3 separate regions of the Zea mays genome follow, and regions 2 and 3 are each linked to region 1. The links are chromatin contacts, called in public Hi-C maps. All regions are on one chromosome and are shown on one strand. Each heading gives the region's core, a stretch centred on a gene start, on an enhancer-like site or on the middle of the called end of the contact. The rest is flanking DNA. Distances are from core to core; before and after follow the strand shown. Region 1 overlaps LOC103635830 (ubiquitin carboxyl-terminal hydrolase 25). Region 2 holds the start of LOC103635827 (secretory carrier-associated membrane protein 3-like). Region 3 holds the start of LOC100284879.

The links. Hi-C and Micro-C count contacts between places; a contact is called where the count stands out from the background.
Region 2: a Hi-C map of leaf shows a contact between it and region 1, with 6 times the contacts expected there. The contact joins the promoter of LOC103635827 here to the enhancer-like site in region 1. A contact is called at or near these places in 4 of 25 Hi-C or Micro-C datasets (ear, leaf and tassel).
Region 3: a contact with region 1 is called in a Hi-C map of leaf, with 5 times the contacts expected there. The contact joins the promoter of LOC100284879 here to the enhancer-like site in region 1. A contact is called at or near these places in 11 of 25 Hi-C or Micro-C datasets (ear, endosperm, leaf and 3 more) and 2 of 3 datasets of contacts at active chromatin or transcription factors (leaf and seedling).

Annotation. Positions count from the first base shown.
Region 1 is chr8:125,037,403-125,041,442 of Zm-B73-REFERENCE-NAM-5.0, reverse strand. LOC103635830 (ubiquitin carboxyl-terminal hydrolase 25) reads left to right here. Exons shown (of 10, transcript XR_004852025.1): 9 at 53-207; 10 at 333-627. Among protein-coding and RNA genes, the nearest start is that of LOC103635830, 21 kb to the left of the region's middle. Within about 2 kb of position 1,747, at least 19 of the 20 cell types and tissues checked have an H3K27ac peak or open chromatin away from gene starts, as enhancers often do. A contact at or near this core is called in ear, endosperm, leaf and 2 more, where this site is marked.
Region 2 is chr8:124,912,259-124,916,298 of Zm-B73-REFERENCE-NAM-5.0, reverse strand. LOC103635827 (secretory carrier-associated membrane protein 3-like) reads left to right here and starts at 1,644. Exons shown (of 12, transcript NM_001346770.1): 1 at 1,644-1,812; 2 at 2,575-2,673; 3 at 2,943-3,005; 4 at 3,474-3,507. The coding sequence starts at 1,756.
Region 3 is chr8:124,953,298-124,957,337 of Zm-B73-REFERENCE-NAM-5.0, reverse strand. It overlaps LOC100284879, which reads left to right and starts at 2,399. Exons shown (of 2, transcript NM_001372147.1): 1 at 2,399-3,807. The coding sequence starts at 2,529. The coding sequence ends at 3,767.

The sequences.
Region 1 (4,040 bases), core at 498-2,997:
AGATGTTTATGGTTCCTGTTCTGACACCTTGTGCTTTTCTCATGTAATGCAGAAAGCAGCTAGTATCAGATGCTGCAAGAGTATGTAGGTCAAAAGTTCCGGAGTCGCTGATGGAAAATCTTATTAAACGCCTGAGATCATACTTTGAGGACAAATATCCACCAAAAGCGTAGTTTTTCATGCAGCAGTTCTTTAGAAGCTACTTAGGTACTACAGATCTATATACACGCTGTGTGGGATTCTCTAGTTTCATGTTGAAATACTTGATCGATTTCCTTATGCCTGATTGCCATTAATATATTTTTATTGCTAACTTATCCCTGACAATTTAGGTGTCAATTGGATCTTGGTGGTGGTCAACTCCCTAACTCCTCGCGCGGCTTAATTTTGAGGACATTTTTGTATTCTTTGCTGAGACAGAGACGAGGTGTTCTAAATTGCATGTACAAATATACTTTTCGTTGTTATCCCTGATGTTATAGGTACCACACCACCATCCCCACCACTTTTCTGTAGAATGTAGATCCCTTTTTATCCTGGCAGATTAAAGCATGAGTTTATGGTGTTTTTGACACGTATTTTTGCCCCGACCAGACCCAGTTTTAGTCAATGTTTTTCTTTTCATTCTTTTTTGTCCTGATTTTGGTTTCTGTCTGGCCTTGCTCAGCATGGCCTTCTTGTAAATATCTTTGCTTTCTTCCTATATAATGATACGCAGTGCTCTTGCGGGATCGAAAAAAAATGTTTTGTTATGGGGGTTGATTCAATAACAACATTTTTTAGTTTTTGGAGCGTAATCTCCGGAAGCAAATTGACTTGACAGTATATTTATTTTATCATTCTGATGGCAAATGGAGAAAGGACAGGCCTGCTGAGTGACGAGAAGCCTTACTATTGAGCCAAAGATCCTAGGTTGATGATCCATAGGGAGGAACCCACCTCATATATAAAATTCAATAGAAAGGGGTTTTCTCCCATGAATCCCCTCCAAGTTTGTTATATGGATTGGATTGGAGGAGATTAGCATGGATTAAGAGAGATTTTGACTTACTAGGCATTTAATCCCCTGGAATTCATATGGATTAAAACGAACATGCCCTCACTAGTCATCAAACCAACACAAAGAAAATGCAGGGGTAAGGTTGTTTCAGTTATTCTTTCCTCAGATCTCATTTATGTAGGAACCATTATTACTGGATCTGTCTTTTTTTTTCCTGATGGCAAATTGATGTTTGATCGTGAGAGAAAAAACCTGACTAGTAGCGTAGCGTTCTCTTGATACGTCATGTGTACCTGTTCTTGTACCCTGCTATGGCATAGAAATTCAATTGGCATGTTGATCTGGTGAATCTAATAAGTCTAACAGCGAAACAGCCTGTCGTCACCCCTTCCTTTCCGCTGTCGATGGATTTGCTTTGATGCTGCCTGCTTGCCTTACCCTGCACTGGAACAAAGCATAACTATCAGGCATTTGTTCTTGCATGATAAGACATGACAGCAAATGATTCGAGAGAAGAACAGAGCAGATGTGAAAAAGAACAGTTTGTATCTAGTGCGTACTCGTTGCTGTCTTTGGAATTATTGCTGCATTGTTTTCGAATCAAACTGAGCCTTCGCGTCGCTGCTGTATCTGTCACTTTGGTTATCGGTACATGTACGGACTTGAGACTAATAAACTGTTACAGCAAGCTGGTACCGACGGCTGTCATTACCGACCATTGGCGTGGTGCTCTAGCCGATCGGTACCAACTCGGACGGGCATAACGTTGGCTGATTGGCCCAGTTGGTAGGCCGGGCGGGTGACACGGGCCGCATTAGAGCAAGTTTTCAACCCATGGCTGCAAGTATATTTGTAACCTACCATTTAGCTCATCACTAGATATTCAGTATTAGTGCGCGAAGGAGTCTCTAGCCGAGTTAGTTAGGTGGTCTGATTAACACTGCTCAGATCTGGGTTCGACTCACCGTGGAGTGAATTTTCAGGCTGTGGTTAAAAAAATCCAAAAATATTGGATCCACCCTCTCTCTTTCTCCTCTCCGCACCTCAGCATTTAGTGAGCTTATAACCTTTTATTATACTTGCTCTTAGTTTGGGCGCTGCTGGTATCAGCTGGTCGGTACCGGCCAATCGACATGTTGATGCCATAGTCGTTACCGATTGGGCTGGATGGTAACAATGGTCAATATATGATGTGACCGTTTTTTATTAGTCCAAACTGTTTCATTCGTTTGAATTTTTTTAAAAAAAATCCTAAAAATAGAGAGGCTACTTGGATTTATTTGCACACTTTCAACTCCAATTATCAAGTTCTCTCTTTTATTCACACACTTCTAATCTCGTTTTAATGCATTTGCTTTTGAACTTTTGTTTCGATATGGATTTGAGGTGGAGCCCTAACATGAAACATTCACAGACTTGCTCAATGAGCAATCTCCGTGACATCCTGAGATTTTGTCGGTGTGAGGTAAATCTTTTTCGACAATTTTTCTCCAGTCCACCATTGGCGATAGAAAGGTCTTGCTCATCCCCGTGGTCTAACTCAACAACCTCTCTTTCCATACTCATATGCTTCTTCATATCAATGTGACCATGTGTCGATGCTCCTCTTATTGAGCCTCCAACAATCGACGCTCCTCCTAGACTAATGAAGCACTTTCCATCGATACTCGTCCTTTATAACCTTTCACTTATTCGCATCCTTCTCTGTATCTATAAATGGTATCCATACGATCCTCCTCTATATTGCTCGAATGGTCCTCTTCTATATACTCATCCTTATGGTGCTCCTCTCACTTTCCCTCCCACGTATGGTGCTCTTGCTCCTTGTGCTCCCTATGGTGGCACCAAGTAGCAACAACAATGTGCCCTCTAAGCATGCATTTATATACTCTGGTGCATCGTAGTTCCAATAGCGATTAGATTGGACTAAGACGGATGATGAAAGGCTTGTAAGCATATGTATGTATACCTGTACCTTTATGAATTTCATACTTTTTGTAATTTGAGATCATTTTGTCAGTAGGTACACGCATGGTTAATGCATTTCATTGACGGCATCATTTTTTTTGTTAACTCTATTGATAATAAAAACTGTGCAATGAAGCTGTACGGAAGCCGTTTCCTGATAAATCTATAAATATAGAGCCGAAACCAGCCTTAGACTACGTCGGGCTCGGACCGTACCAACCAGGTAAGCCCCGATAGACCGAGACCGAGACGGCGAGGCCACCTGCTTGCCGCTCGGTGCCGACGACGACGCATGGCCAGATCAGACCATGCACGCCGATGGGTGATGTGGAGCGGTGGCTATCACTCGACGCATGGTACGCGTGAGCTGTCAGGCTCGAGCTCGGACGACGATGCCAGGACGCGTCCCACCGGACGGCCGGTGCAGCCACCGTTTGGCTCCTCGTCGCGTCCACGCGATCACCACCACGACTAGTGAGCTGTACGAGTAAGATGCGCTCGTCCTCGCCAGTGCCACGGCGCACGTACGCGGCAACGGCCGGAGCACGTGCACCACGTACCGAAGCCTGCTTCGAATCCTGTGCGGCTGTTTTTTAGGCAGCTGCATGCATATATGAAGACACCAATTAGCAACAGACCATACAAACAGAACTAAATATTAGAACGATTACAATTACATAGTCAGTTAAATATCTAATACTATAGTCGATTTGAATGGCACATGCAATGCCACAGGGTTACATAGCCACGATGATGACGTTGTGTTGTCAGCCTATTTCGAGCATCCGAACGAGGTTGCCCACAATGTCATAGTGTGACCGCAGTCATCAAAACAGAGATTCGGCTTCGGCTTGTTCGGATTGAAATGAATTAAAGATGATTGAAGATCGTATAGGAGGGGATTTAATCATCTCCAATCTCACTCAGTTCATCTATAACTATAACGGAACGAGTCCTGCTAATGCAGTTCTAGAGAACATTCCGACAATGCATGATTAAACATTGTATTTCAAGTTTTAAACTAGTAGACGAAAATATCAAATTAGTGCAATCCACGTCAAGCTATATGCAC
Region 2 (4,040 bases), core at 395-2,894, 130 kb after region 1:
AAAACAAATTACAGACATTGTAGAGAATGTAAGGAAATATAACAACACATAGTAAAGATATGTGTGTTCAGCCATATTTCGGAGAACAGAACAAAGTCATGTAGTTGTTGTAACAATATACAAACCAAGTATATCAAGGTCCAAAAAAATTAAGTATCCTCCAGTCGTATCCAAGGTTGACAAAAAATTGAGATGAAGTAGAGCAATACAATAAGGTAGGACATAGACCTAACAAATTTACTGGACATCATTCATATTAACTAAGGAAGTAAAGGAGCCTCTGAAATGTTAATGACAGTTTTAGGAACTGTAATAAACAATGTCCATTACCCTTGCTAGGCTAAGGTAACACATTTTGGCTTACCCTAGGATGAATCTTACTGGTACTTTACTAAAATGGTCTATTGTTGTGGACAGTGGGGAGCAAAATTTTTTGTCACATCACAAAGGCAGAAGCGAAGTGAAACCGTACTGTAAATATGCAGACCATTACAAAATATGGCAATCTCCATACCATTATGCCGTAATAGTTTGCAGTAACATGTGTTCCAGTAAATGTCAAGGATATTCAGCGGGACAGTACCATATAAATGTGTAACCCTAAAAGGCACACCAGATCCGTGGAGTTGTTTGCACCGCGGATAAATCGGGTGTTCTCGGATTTATTAGTTACGGTTAACAGGATTAGTCGATTCGTGTAGTAATTAGTTCATCATAGAGGTGCACATGAAGAACAGAAACCATAGGAGACGAAGGGCGTACCTGAAGATGCGAAGATTTGGGCCGAACGAAGATGAATCAAAGCCAAGGTTTCCGGATCCGAGGAACGCGTCGATGGTCGGAGCGGGAAACGAAGCAAGCTGTCGCGACGAACCTCGACGGAGTCGGATGTGCGGCCGCTTCGTCTTTGGTCGCGACCGGAGCTGGTTGGTCACCACCTCCACTTCGTCTTCCACAGACCCGACGGGGACCGGCGCGGAAGCTACCTTCCCGCGGACGAATCGCCGCCCCCTCGCCGGAAATCGCCGAATCGCAGACGCCTCGAACGGGAGAGAAGAGGAGCGCGAAGTGTCCGGTCGGTGGCGCGGGCGGATTCTTCCGCGTGAAGCAGCCGAGGGGGAGTGCACAGTGACGCCCTGCATCTGGCGTGAGAGAGAAGAGAGTCGCGGTGGAGAAGAGCGGGTAGCGGCGACCGATGCGGCGGCTAGGGGTGCAAAGTGTCCCCTAAATCGTGAACAGTGCTAGGGGAGGGGAGGGGAAGGGGGTACCGCTGCGCTCAGTCTCAGGGAACCAAACGCTGCCCCTGTCGGCCTGTCCCTGACATGGAAAAGCCTGTTGGGCCGATCCCGCCCCGCAGACTCGGCTGCTCCAGTCCTCCTGCAGTGCCGAAGCGGCTACGGGCTGCGGCCCGCATGCAGCTAGCGGCTCAGCCATCCCGCGCACTCAAATTTACTTGCGATGGAAAAGGGACCGACGCCACGCCAACAACAACAAGCATAGCAACACGGTCCGGTCCCGCATCGTACGGTCAGTCTAGCCTCTTAGACCTCTGGGGCCACCGGACAGACAGACCTAACCCTACCTGTCATTGACTACAAACTGCACAGCACCCCCTCGTTTTCCATTCTGCTCTGCATACTCGAAGTCGAAGGCAGCGCGGCAGGTAGCAGCAGTACGCCAGCACGCACACCACCAGCAGCAGTTGCCGGTTGGCCACCACCCGACGCCGGAGGCCTGGACGAGGAGGCGGCGGCGATGGCGGGGAAGCACGGGCGCAACGGCTTCGACGACGACAACGTCAACCCCTTCGCGGTGAGTGCTCCTTTAGTCACCCGCACTACCCTGTCCCTTCGGCGGCCTTTCCACTCGCCTAGATCTCGGGGGGGAGTTGGCGTGTTTCTCCGATCCGATCACCTCCGGGTCGCGCTCGCATTTGAGATCTGTGGCTTAGTTGCTGTTCATGTTCTGGTTCTGAGCGTCGTAAGGGTACGAGACGGCGAGATGCGGTCCTGCGGATATACGCGCTTAGTCTAGAGTCTGGTAATCATGTTTCATGTGTGCTGTGAAGGTTTTGTTAGAACACTCGTGGGAGGGGCTGCTTATCTCTAGATCTGTGCGTGCCCATGTCTGGAACTAGGTTGGATGTGAGATGTGCGGTTCTGCATTGAGCTGGCTTAGTTGTTGGGACTTGGATTCAGTATCAAATGTCAATAGCTTGGTAATGCGACCCGGTGGCCTTTTGCCTGTGTTGCAGGGCTTCTCCCAACTTTCCTGATCCGGTGCCACCTTATATGGCTTGCCAGGTTTTGATCATGCATGTTTACTGGTAATTGGTTAACACAACACAAACTGTCAAACTTAAGTATTGTTGTGCAGCAAGTCTTCAACCCGCTTGAATTTAATCGGCTGGTGTCTTTGTTTAAGTTGGTTTATTTCACATGCTTTTCGTTTTATTATGATATTATGTGTTGATTGCTCTATTTTGTGCAGAATAACAATCCAGCTGAAGCTGGTACAAAATATAAAATAGTATGATCACTGAGCTGAGTCTCCCAACTATTCCCTATCTTGCAGGGTGGAAGTGTTCCACCTGCCACCAATTCTCGTCTCTCACCTCTATCACATGAACCGGCTGATTTCTACAATGTGGACATTCCTCTCGAGTCGTCAAAGGTATAATCTCTTTCTACCTGGATCACTGCACAATTGAACCAAATTACAGTTCTGAGAACTATTTTCCCGTTGAGTAAAAAAGGAAGAGTTAACCCAGTTTCCTTTTCTAACTGAATACATGCACCCTTCATGATGTGTGAGCTCATGTATGTCATTCGTTGTACTGTAGGTATGCCAACTTGCCAAGTTGGTTTTGATTATTTATCTGATTTGTCTACATGTGGATAGCTCCCTCTCTATTTCTTACATCTGTTGATGTTGATATTTAGGATCTGAAGAAAAAGGAGAAAGAACTCCAGGCTATGGAGGCTGAGCTAAACAAAAGAGAACGGGTATGTTGCTTTATCATTGCAGAGCTTTCAGTCTGTCTGCTCCTTTTGCCAGTTATAGCAGTTCTGACAAATAAGATGCAAGTTTGTGTTTCACAAACTACTCTATGATGTGCAGTTTGTCTCTGGTACTTAATACATTGCCAAAGCTTTCCTAGTACTCAAATATTCATCTGAGAGGTTATTGCTTTGCATATTAATTATATTGTTTAAAAAATTATTCCTGCTGCAATACAATTGTTTTGAGAGAGCCATGTTGCTTTATATGTATTGTCTGTTGATCTTTTTATTGGATATTTGTTGCTTTTTCTGAGATACTGGAAATTTTGATTCAATGAAAGAAATGTTGTTTTTGTTGCTTCTCATGTGTATGAAACTTTGAGCCCATGCTTCATCTGTTTATTTACTTTGTGCGCCGTTCTTTATCTAAAATGCTTATATGATTCATTTTATTTGTCTTTGTTGACGCAGGAATTGAAAAGGAAGGAAGATGCGGCATCCCGAGGTACATTTCATCTTTGTTCATTCTTTTAATTAGCTTATTTCAGTTTTTTTACATTAAATAAAAAACTGAACTGTCTCGCTGAGTCACCAGATCTAATGTAGTGGTGACTGGTGAGAGTTGTCTCACCGAGTCACTATGTCATAGATTCAAAGTAGCCTCTTCGTATTTGCAGAGGACATGCCTGGTGCAATGGTGAGAGCTGTCTCACCGAGTCACTATGTCATGGATTCAAAGTAGCCTTTTCGTATTTGCAGAGGGTAGGCCTGGTGCAATGGTGGGAGCTGTCTTACTGAGTCACCAGGTCATGGGATTGAAACAGCGTTTCCACATTTGCGGGAGGAAGGCTTGTTTTGGGCTATCCTTTCCACAAGCCTCACTCATGTGGGAGCCTCTGGCACTGGGTCTGCCCAATAAAAAATTGAACTCATAAGAAAGATATTGGTAAAGGCAATGGGTCTATTGAGGAAATGTACCGAGAAACCAATTCTGTTACGCAACATGGGTTACACATTCAGTTTTATTTCGATGCTCAT
Region 3 (4,040 bases), core at 1,150-3,649, 85 kb after region 1:
GGACGAACACGAAGGCCGCGGGACTTCCACCTCTCTCACGCTCGACTCCGGCCACCTCGCCTCTCCCCCCTTCGCGCTCGCCCACGCGCTCGACCCATCTGGGCTGGGGCACGCAGCACACTCACTCGTCGGCTTAGGGACCCCCCTGTCTCGAAACGCCGACAGGAAGGTCCAGGGCTCTCGTACGAGAAGGTGGCCGCACGGGAGGACGGGCTGACGCACAGGCTCTCTCTCTCCCTCGCGAACGCTTGTAACCCCCTACTGCAAGCGCATCCGCCCTGGGCGCAGGACAACACGAGGCTGCGGTTTCCCCTTACTGTTTTCCCCCTTGTGTTCCGTCTCGCGCCGACCCATCTGTGCTGGGACATGCAGCGACAATTTACTCGTCGGTCCAGGGACCCCCCGGGGTCGAAACGCCGACACATATATTCTCCCATACTCTTCAAACAACTTTGTGAGTGTTTCATTCATTTTAATCCAAACCACTTCTCCATGTATCTGTGGTCAAGCATACTCTTTGACAATTTTTCTTGAAGAATTCTTTTAGCTTCTCTTTCTCATTGTTGTAGGCACTAACTACATCTCTAGTTGCAATCCTTCTAGATGGAACCACAAAACGTGGGCAAGCCTTAGACATGAACTTCCTAAAACCTAGTCTCTCAGCAAAAGCAAATGGAAGCTCATCTGTAATTAACATTTCAGTAAAAGCCACCCTAAGCATTTCTGGATCAAACCTCCAAGCAGTGATGCTAGACCCACTACCATCTTCACTACATGCTTGCAAAACAGGCTGTTTGTCATCATTGATCTTATTAGGATTTTTTTTGCATACCTTCAAGTGTTTGCCTAATGCAGATGTACCATTGACTTTTGCCTCACACTTGATAACAATCTTGCAATAGTTGCACCTAGCTTCCTTCATAACACTAGAATTATTGTCTATGATCTTAGTGAAGCTTTGCCATACCTCTGATCTAGGTGCCATAGCTTTTCTTTTCTTCACCTCTTTCTCTACAGCTGCTTCAGCAATCTCTTTCTCAGGCTCTTCAGTTGGGTTCTCTGCCACTCGAACATTCTCTGTCAACGCTAGTTGAGGCATTGCCTCTTCTGCTTGTGACATCTGCAAATAAGCAAAGCAACACTGGAAATTCGACAGCTAGTTGGAAATTCTGCTTGTGACGCTAGTTGGAAATTCAATTATTCAAACAACAAGCTTGCAGCGGCATTCATATTTGCATGCAAATTGGAACAACAAGTTTGCAACAGCTTTCATATTTGCTTGCAAATGAGAAGTCGGCTTACATTGCAAGATTCCTCGCTGGTTGTCGTCGTGCCTTCGATTAGCTTACCTTGCGTGCTGGGTCGGTCTGCAGCGGGGTCGTGGGCACCGAGGAGCAGGACGCCGAAGCCGGAGTTGGAGCAGAAGTGCAGAACGCGGTGCGGTGAATCGACGCTGGCCGAGTCGCCGGTGCGGAGTCGAGTCGCCGAGACCGCGGAGACCGGTACAGAGTGGAGGCCTGTAGGGTTGGCGCTTCGCGCGGCAGACGCGTAGAGGGTAGAGCCGTAGAGGCGACAGGGCGGTGGATGATCGACGCGCTCACGCGCAGAGACGGCAGAGCGGCGGCGGACCAGTGCGGCGTTGTGCGGCTCGGGCTAGGGTTGCGGGCGAGGCGTGCGGCGTCGGCGTGCCTCAGTAGTCAGTTGGATTGGAGTGATGCCGTGATGGAGTCTTGGACTCTTGGTAAGGTAAGCTAACCGAATTGTGGCAAGGTAAGCTAACCGAACTGTGCGGTGCCTGAGTTGGGCCGTTCTATCTCGGTTTCACGTTTTGGGCCGAGGGACAGAGAGAGGAGCACTATAATTCGGTTCTTTGTGTCTAATCGGGTTTGGATGGCTGGAAACCGAACCCTAAACCGATACCCGAATAGAAGAGATCTATGAACCGAAACCCGAACCCGAAAACCGAAAACCGAAAACCGATCTATTCGGTCTATTCGGGTTCGATTCGGTTTCGGTTATCGGGTTAAAAATGCCCAGCCCTACATATAGAAGAGGATCTGCCTCCCTATGCACAAGCTCAGCAGAAGATAATGAAAAGAAAAATAGAGGCCTAATGCGTGCATTTTACTACCGTTATATTTGATGTTCCAAACAAAGCTGGTTATTGCTTAGTAAGAAAATGTCGTGTCGATTTTGTTCTTCTTTAAACTGGATGGCCACTTTCATCCCGTGTTATTTCTCATTATTTCAAAGAGATAATAAGCTACTTCGTTTTTTCATTTAAATGAAAAGTCATGGTAGAAATTTAGTATTTTCAAACGGAGAAATTGCTGGGCCTTGGTTGGACGGTGGACGCTGTCCCTTTCCCAATCCCAAACGAGAACAACAAGAGAGCAGCCCGCATCACTTCCTCGCTCTCCTCTCCTCTACGCTCCTCGTCGCGAGCCCGCGTCTCCCACGCCTCCCTCGCTGGCTCCCCCTCCCTCCGGACCTCCCCACTCCAGATCCAGTCTGGCCCGCCGCCGCCGATGTCCGAGGATCCCGCGTGCTCCCGCCGCTCGCGGTGCGACCTCGGCGGCGACGAGCGCTGGCTCTCGGGGCCCGCCGGCGACGACCACTTCGACCGCCTCCCGGACGCGCTTCTCCTCGTCATCTTCAACCGCATCGGCGACGTCAAGGCGCTCGGCCGCTGCTCCCTCGTCTCCCTCCGCTTCCACGAGCTCGTCCCCCTCGTCGACTCCGTCCTCGTCCGCGTCGACTGCGTCATCCCCGACGAGCCCCCCTCCTCGTCCTCGCCGTCGACGCCGTTCTCTCCTACGGCGTCCGTGCGAGCCCGTGGGGTCTTCTCACAGATCGCGCGCATCGTGCTCGGCGGCATCGTGAAGCCCATACAGGCGCTCGGTCAGATCCTCTCCCCCGCCAACTCCGCCTCTGGCTTTCCGGCATCCTCCGATTCCTCGCCATCGTCGTCCTCCTCATCTTTGCCACTGCCTCTTGCGGATGTGTCGCACCACTCTCCCTCGGAGGTGCTCCGCTCCTTCAAAGAGCTCCGCCACCTTCGCATCGAGCTCCCGGCGGGCGAGCTCGATATGGACGACGGCGTGATGCTCAAGTGGAAGGCCGACTTTGGGTCCACACTGGGCAGCTGCGTCATCCTTGGAGCATCCTCGGCCTCGGCCTCGGCCTCGGTCTCGCCCTCCTCCGCTGACTCAGATAGCACGAGCACCGCTCCCTCTGTTGACGGTGGCCGCACTGAACCTGATGAATGTGTCGATTCAGGAAGCATCCCGGAGTCGTTCTACACAAACGGGGGGTTTAAGCTGCGGGTGGTTTGGACAATCAGCTCATTGATTGCGGCCGCCGCCAGGCATTACTTGCTGCAGCCGATCATTGCTGATCACAAGACGCTCGAGAGGTTGGACCTGACAGATGCTGATGGCCAGGGAGTGCTCACCATGGACAAGTGCCAACTGCAGGAGCTGAGGGTGAGACCGCTATCAACATCTAGGGGCTCACACCGGACGCTCATGCCAGAGCTTAGCATGTGGCTGTGGTACGCACCATGTATTGAGCTGCCTGGGGGGCTGGTGCTAAATGGCGCAACGCTTGTGGCCATCAAGCCAAGTGAGGAAGGAACATGGGACACAGTTTGGAATGGGGCTGCTGGTGCAGCCTGGGTGTTGGATGCATTCGAGGAGCCGTATAGGACAGCGGTGAGGATGCTTCTCAAGCAGAGGACCTACAGTCTTGAGATGAATTCGTTCTAACTATGGGGAGATGACATTTTGAAAGCTTCAGATGTGAGAGGTACACTTCACTTTAAACTGAATTCCAATAGTTGTCTGTTCGGTAGCTCAAGTTTTAGTATTCTTGCATAATTGTGAAATACTGAAAAGAATACAGCCAGGTCACCTTTACACATTTTTTTTTTTTGTAAATAGCACAAAGCAAAATGTCTTGGTCGAATTTGTGTGTATGTAGATGTATGTTTTAGTTCATTCACGGGAACTAAGTTTTGTAAATATCATATTAGGGTGTCC